Linked DNA regions of Zea mays: region 1 is linked to region 2. A link is a contact called in public Hi-C data. All regions are on one chromosome and are shown on one strand. Each heading gives the region's core, a stretch centred on a gene start, on an enhancer-like site or on the middle of the called end of the contact. The rest is flanking DNA. Distances are from core to core; before and after follow the strand shown.

Region 1 (3,503 bases), core at 174-2,673, 530 kb after region 2:
CTTTGTAGGAGAAATTCATCCTTCGCCATCAAAGGGGCATCGATTTGTGTTGGTTGCCACAAATTACTTCACCAAATGGACTGAATCTGTTGCTCTGAAGAACATGACACATAAAGAGGTAATTGAGTTTATAACTGAGCATATCATTCATAGATTCGGCATTTCACAAACTTTGGCTATGGACCAGGAGACTTCTTTTATGTCAAATGTGGTACGTGAGTATGCTAAATTATATAAGATCAAATTGCTCAATTCCTCTCTATATTATGCCCAGGCCAATGGATAGCTGAGTCTAGTAACAGGACGTTGATTAGCCTTATAAATAAGAAGATATCTGATTATCCTAGGCATTGGCATAAGGTTTTGTCTAAGGCTCTATAGGCTCATAGAATATATAAACACCGTGCTACTAATGTCTCTCCTTTTGAGTTTGTTTATGGACAGGAAGTTGTTTTGCTTGTGAAGATAAGCCTAAATGCTATCAGGTTTTCCAGGCAGGACGTCTAGCTGTCGGAGATTATTATAATTTGATGATGGACAATATTGATGAAGTAACCGATAAGAGATTGGTGGCTCTAGGAGAGCTCGAGAAAGATAAGATTATGGTTGACAAAGCTTACAACAAGAAGGTCAAGGCTAAGTCATTCCAGGTTGCAGACCTGGTTTGGAAGACCGTCTTGCCACTAAGAAGCAGGGACCGAAACTTCGGCAAATGATCACCAAGCTAGGAAGGCCCTTATAGAAAAACACAAGTAATAGCTGGTAATGCCTACATGTTATAAACTTTGCAAGGTGAGGACATACCCAAGACGCTGAATGGTCGTTTCCTGAAGCAATATCATTCTAGTATGTGGCAAGATGCTTAGGAGAACCAATGTTGTCACATCGAGTTGTTTCCAGCCTGCACCAGTGCTTTTGATTTGCTGAACTTCCCAAAAATGCAGGGGGCATGTGTTGAGCACCATTTGTGATATTGGGCATGGCCGGACGGTCCAGTCCTGAGGCTCGAACAGTTCGGCCTGCGGACAGTCCGCCTATAGGCGTCGATAGTCCGTGATAGGATTAGATCAGACGAATTAAGCTCCTTTCTCCACGCGAGTTTAACCTCTAAACTTGTGGGAGTTGTTGGAGAACGCCTAGGAACGGGTCTAGACTTCCCCTAGGCCATAGAACGCCCGCACTGCCGTCGGTACACCTCGCAGTGATTGGTGTCCAGATCGACGGCAACAAACGCGTAAATAAAAAATCTTCAACAAATTTTGGTAGGCACGAGTAACGGTTTGCTCTTGCTAGCTATGCGGTATTACAATTTGTTTCAGTGCCCATTCTAAAAGAACCTGTATCGAAGTCAAGGGATAGAAGCCCAGTTTTCCGGCAGTGTAGCGTATATAGGTATTTATACGTTTTTTTCAGAAAATATCTTCATGTGTTACACGAGAGGCGGGGCCTGAGTCGTTCACATGTTCATGCATGCCACTGCAGTGCCTGTAAGAAGGGCAGGTAGGTTTGGGCGTAATCTATAATGGCACTGCACGCGGTCGGCCTCAGGCTGCTTGAAATATGCATTTCAGCGGTCCCTGGTGTCCTCTCTCCCGCTCAAGGGCAGTAGAGACAGCAGCTGAGCTGACTGGATCTCGATCTACCGCTTTGCTTCCGTTTTGAGCCGCCAGCTGTGTGGCCTCCTGTCTGTCTGCCTATCTTGAACCTCCATGGATTCCACACTCTTCATCATCGGCGTCATAGGTAAGCATGTGTATATATGTATAGTAAGGAGGATTAAAATCAGTAGCTTAGTTAGTATTATAATTGCTTTGTTACTATAGCCTTTAATCCAGCTGCTTCGCTTTCTCCTTTGTAGGCAACATCATCTCAGTTCTGGTCTTCATTTCTCCCATGTAAGAGTGTCTCGATATATACATAGTTTTCCTGCCGTCGTCGCTGCTAGCTATAGCTGCAAACTGAAAGCTACCATGCATATATAAATACACAGCAAGACGTTCTGGAGGATCGTGCGGAGCGGGTCGACGGAGGAGTTCGAGCCGGCGCCGTACGTGTTCACGCTGCTCAACGCGCTGCTGTGGCTCTACTACGGCGCCACCAAGCCTGACGGGCTCCTCGTTGCCACCGTCAATGGCTTTGGGGCTGCCATGGAGGCCATCTACGTCGTCCTCTTCATCGTCTACGCCGCCAATCATGCCACAAGGGTGAGGGATCATCATACATATTTCTCTCTCGGTTCTCCGGCCGTGCGTGTTAATTCATCAGTCCACGCACAATACCGTTGCTTTGCTTCCTAATAAGAATTGGCTGCTGTGTAGTCGATTCATAAGTGTTCCTTGAAGCACTCCGTGTTCTCATATGCTGTTATACATATTTGCATCCTCATTAACGGTTAGTTTGGAAATTTAAATCTGATCCTCTTCGAGATTCCTAGAGATTGAGGGATAAATATTAGTTTAATTTTTCACTCAATCCCCGAGAATCCACCAAAGAATTTAATTAAGTTTTCAAACTAGATCTAATTGTTCTGTTCTATTTTCCGGGACTTATTGAAGTTTGTCCTATGAATTCTATAAAATCACCTCACTTCACACGCTTATACTAGTTATTAGCTAATGAGACACATGAGATAGTGATTAGTGAAGGATCAACAATTCCGTTCCACCAAACAAAAAAAGTGTGAACCTCATTCCTTTATATATTAAGCCAAATACACTCTAATAAAATCAATGCTTTATTATTACCCGTTAGTGTTTTATTGTGTATTATACAGGTTAAGACGGCGAAGCTGGCAGCAGCGTTGGACATCGGTGGCTTTGGAGTAGTGTTTGTGGCCACCACGTTCGCCATTAACGAATTAAACATGAGAATCATGGTGATAGGGATGATATGTGCCTGCCTCAACGTACTCATGTACGGGTCACCCCTTGCTGCCATGGTAAGTTCTTTCCTCGCATATTTATATATATACTAAGGGCTAGTTTAGAAAAAAAACTCCATTTTTTCAAGTAATTTTCATTTTACTAAGAAAAATTATTTCATTTTCTCTTGAGAAAAGAGTAATCTCTGGAAAAAATTGAGTTTCCAAACTAACTCTAATTGATCATCAACCTCTTTTCTTACCTTTTTAACGAGGCTTTATTTGTTTGTTTGCCGTAACTAGATTTTGAGATGCTCCTTTTTATTTCATGTTCTCTTTATATATAGTTTGTACTCCCTTGAAACATCACGATGCTTTACAATGATGTCAGTTAAAATTAATTTGTGACCGGCTAAGTTCTTACTTTGCAAAAGTAAAACCCATAAATTTCACATACATAAGCACCAAACTGTTAATGAGCCAGCAAAGGTTTATTTGGACAGATATATATAAATGCGAAAAAAGGTCTTCGAGATATTTTTCTTCTAGCAATCCATTTGTGTCCGCAATTGATCGATGGCAAATTAATAATTGATGTTTATAATGGACAGCAGGCCGCTTGTGGGGCAATTATCTTTTGTGG
Region 2 (3,464 bases), core at 178-2,677:
GTTGATTAGAAGAGTTGATTAGGGGGAATTGATTAAACAATTTGATTTTAATGGCATTTACGAACACCATAAATTAAGGGATTCCCTTTTTACTGTGCATGCAAAAAATATGCATGCGGGACATTGGTGGACGCATCCACATGTTTGAGCATAAACATCCTAATTTTAAGCATAAATATTGACATTGGTAAGCATAAAAATCCACAATGTTATAATAATGGTCAGTGTGATATCACGTTTGACATCCCCGTAACAAATGTGCGTGAATTTAGGTGGTTACCATAAAAAATCGAAGCCACGTGAGAGACGTTGTATTCATCATCATAAAAATTCCCAATAGAATGCATAAATAGTGTGCATACAACATAATCATGGAAGGCATAAACGCGGATCGGTGGGAGAACGACGCTGGACGACGACCCTAACGCCACCGGATTGGCGAACATCTCTGAAGCCACCAGATCGAATGTGGTCTTTGTCAAAGGATGCCCGAGACACGCCGGATCAGAGGAGATCATCGTCTTTAGATGCTGTCACGGGCGGTCACCGTCACCATCGCCGCTCGGCATCGGGCCATGGCCGCCGTATACACTCGCGTCGCCGCTCGGCGTCGGGCGGTTGCCGCCGCTCGTGCCTTGTGCAGTTGAGGCCGCCATGACGCTCGCGTCTTGGGGAGCTGCTCGCCGATGTCACCTAGGGCCGCCGCTCACTGACGTTGCCTCGGTCCGCCGCTCGTGCCTCACACCGCCGCTCGCGTCTCGCGCCACATAAAGCCGCCGTTGATGTCCAGCCACCGCTCGCGCCTCAAGCAGTTGTAGCCGCCGTCATGCCCCGAAACCCAATTTCTAGGGGTCTAGGCTATTTTTATAGACGTCTTGGCATGATTCGGCTAATGCCATAAGATAATTTATGCTGATGGGTGGGGGCAAGCTTGCTCGGAGTGCCTATTTCAATTGTTGTCCTAGGCACACAGCCTTGCTGAAAATTGTCCTTCATTATTTGTCCAGCATAGCACAGCACAGCACAAAGCAGTGCAGGTAAGTTACCAGTTTCCCCCTTCTTTCACTTGCTACAGCTCATGGCAAAGAAAAGTTATTTATTAAGGCTAATAGCTTTGAACTGCAGACAACAACATACCTAGCAAACAGCCAGCCACCATGGTTGAGCATGTCAACCTCTGGACTCTGGTTCAGATGACAACAGAACAATGAGCTAGCGAACTCCAGTATACTCTACTCCAGTAGCAATGTAGCATTCCTTTAATTTGTTGTCCATTAACTGACAAGTGACTAAAGACCATCCCTTATTTTTGGCGAGTCCGGCGGATCTCGGTTCCAATTCCAACACCGACACGAAAGGCTCCTACTTGCTGCACATATATAGGTAGGGCCTCTCTACATAGAGATGCATTGCATTGTGCATTGCATTGCATAAACCTCTCGTGGGAAGTGCAAACACCAAATCCGCAATCTATCTATCTATCAGCCATTCAGGCCTGCAGGCTGCAGCTCTCTCCACTGCACACTAGAGCGAGCTGCCACAGACAAGGACACAATGCCACCCATACCCAAGAGAGGCGAGCATCTCCTGGTCCTCCTAATTGTCGCATGCGCTGCCACCGCCGCCACCGCCGCCGGCACCGTCCCCTTCTACCCGTCCGCGGAGTCCGCCGCCGCCGCGCACTGCGACGGCACGCTGTACCCGGAGCTCTGCCTGTCGACACTCGCGGACATCCCGGACCTACACAAGAAGCCGCTCCCGGACGTCATCTGCGCGGCCGTGAACCGCACCGAGGACGTGGTGGTCGCCACGTCCAGCAACTGCTCGTACTACCTGCAGGACAGGTCCCTGTCGGCGCGGGACCGCCTGGCCATCAACGACTGCCTGGAGCTGCTGTCCACCACGATGGACGAGCTCCGCGCCAGCACCGCCGACCTGGCGTCCCCCGCCGGCAGGGGGTCGGCGTCGGCGGGCGTGTCGCAGGGCGCCAGGCGCGCGACGATGGAGCACGTGATGACGGTGCTTTCGGCGGCCATCACCAACCAGTACACCTGCCTCGACGGCTTCGCGTACCAGAGCGGCGGGCGCGTGCGGCGCTACATCGAGCCGACCTTCCACCACGTGTCCCGCATGGTGAGCAACTCGCTGGCCATGGCCAAGAAGCTGCCCGGCGCCGGCGCCTCAGCGGCGCCAGCGCCGCCGCGGCAGCCGTTCACGGGGTACGGGCAGATGGTGAAGGGGTTCCCCCGGTGGGTGCGTCCCGGGGACCGGCGCCTGCTGCAGGCCCCGGCGTCGGCCGTTGCCGCCGACGCGGTGGTGGCCAAGGACGGCAGCGGGGACTACACGACGGTGGCGGCGGCCGTGGCAGCCGCCCCCACCAACTCGAAGAAGCGGCACGTGATCTACATTAAGGCCGGCGCGTACATGGAGAACGTGGAGGTCGGGAAGAAGCACGTCAACCTCATGTTCGTCGGCGACGGCATCGGCAAGACCGTCATCAAGGCCAGCCGCAACGTCGTCGACGGCTACACCACCTTCCGCTCGGCCACAGTCGGTAAGTACACTGCTACTATGTTTGAGTGCTTAATTACATTCTAATTGCTCGCATCGCATCGCGCATTAAATTAAACGACCCGATCCGGTACTGCCTGTTGTGTTGACACCCGAATCCAATTCACCAGTTCATCATTGCAAAAGCGCATGCAGTGTTTGTACTAGTGGGCAGCACCCACTCGCTACTCTGTCCTGAAATTTTTTTTATCTCGGAGCGAAAAGTCAGGGAAGAATTTTTTTTTTTTTGGGGGGGGGGGGGGGGGGGGGGCGTAGAACAACTGCATAAAGTTACCGTAAAAGAGAGATAGAGAGTATAAAAGTATAGGAGGAAGCATGCATACAGGAGTATATCTTAGCTCCTAAGTACTGTAAGTATATTGCCTGTGTTGGCATGGTATTTCACGGGCTGCTAAATTTCTGCCACGAGTGGCAGCAAGCACATGTGCAGCTTTTGCTGCTGCGCTGGTCCAAATAGCACCACCACCGCCGGTCTACCCCACCGATCGATTTGGCTGCTAGCTAGCTTCTTTCGCCGCTGCAATTTCACAGTACAAAGAGCACGAAGCATACCGCGTGTACTAGATTCTTTCGCTTGCCGATTATATACTGTGCGTGCGCGTGCGCGTGCACGCACGACGGCACGAGCGATCGAGCATGCTGAGGAGGGAGAGGAGAAAAGGTGCATGCCAGCGCCACACAGATCCTCCATGCACGAGGACGCGACGTGTCTATCCATCTCTGTCGTCCGTCCGTGAGCCAGAGTGTCGGTGTGTGTAGACGTGCGCGCCAGCATTCCATTCTAGTGCGGGTTTGCTGGCGGCCTGCCTGCCTGCCTGTGACAATCTGACCCCAAAAATAAAATATCACCGGTTCTTTTTTTTTCACTAAGCGCTAAACGCTAATTTGGGAGC

The links. A called contact is a pair of places that touch in the nucleus more often than the background predicts.
Region 1: a Hi-C map of leaf shows a contact between it and region 2, with 8 times the contacts expected there. The contact joins the promoter of LOC103650117 here to the promoter of LOC100280285 in region 2. A contact is called at or near these places in 3 of 25 Hi-C or Micro-C datasets (ear, leaf and tassel).

Annotation. Positions count from the first base shown.
Region 1 is chr3:57,334,022-57,337,524 of Zm-B73-REFERENCE-NAM-5.0, forward strand. It overlaps LOC103650117 (bidirectional sugar transporter SWEET17), which reads left to right and starts at 1,424. Exons shown (of 6, transcript XM_008675772.4): 1 at 1,424-1,743; 2 at 1,859-1,895; 3 at 1,991-2,204; 4 at 2,774-2,938. The coding sequence starts at 1,710.
Region 2 is chr3:56,808,673-56,812,136 of Zm-B73-REFERENCE-NAM-5.0, forward strand. LOC100280285 (pectinesterase) reads left to right here and starts at 1,428. Exons shown (of 2, transcript NM_001153213.1): 1 at 1,428-2,554. The coding sequence starts at 1,555.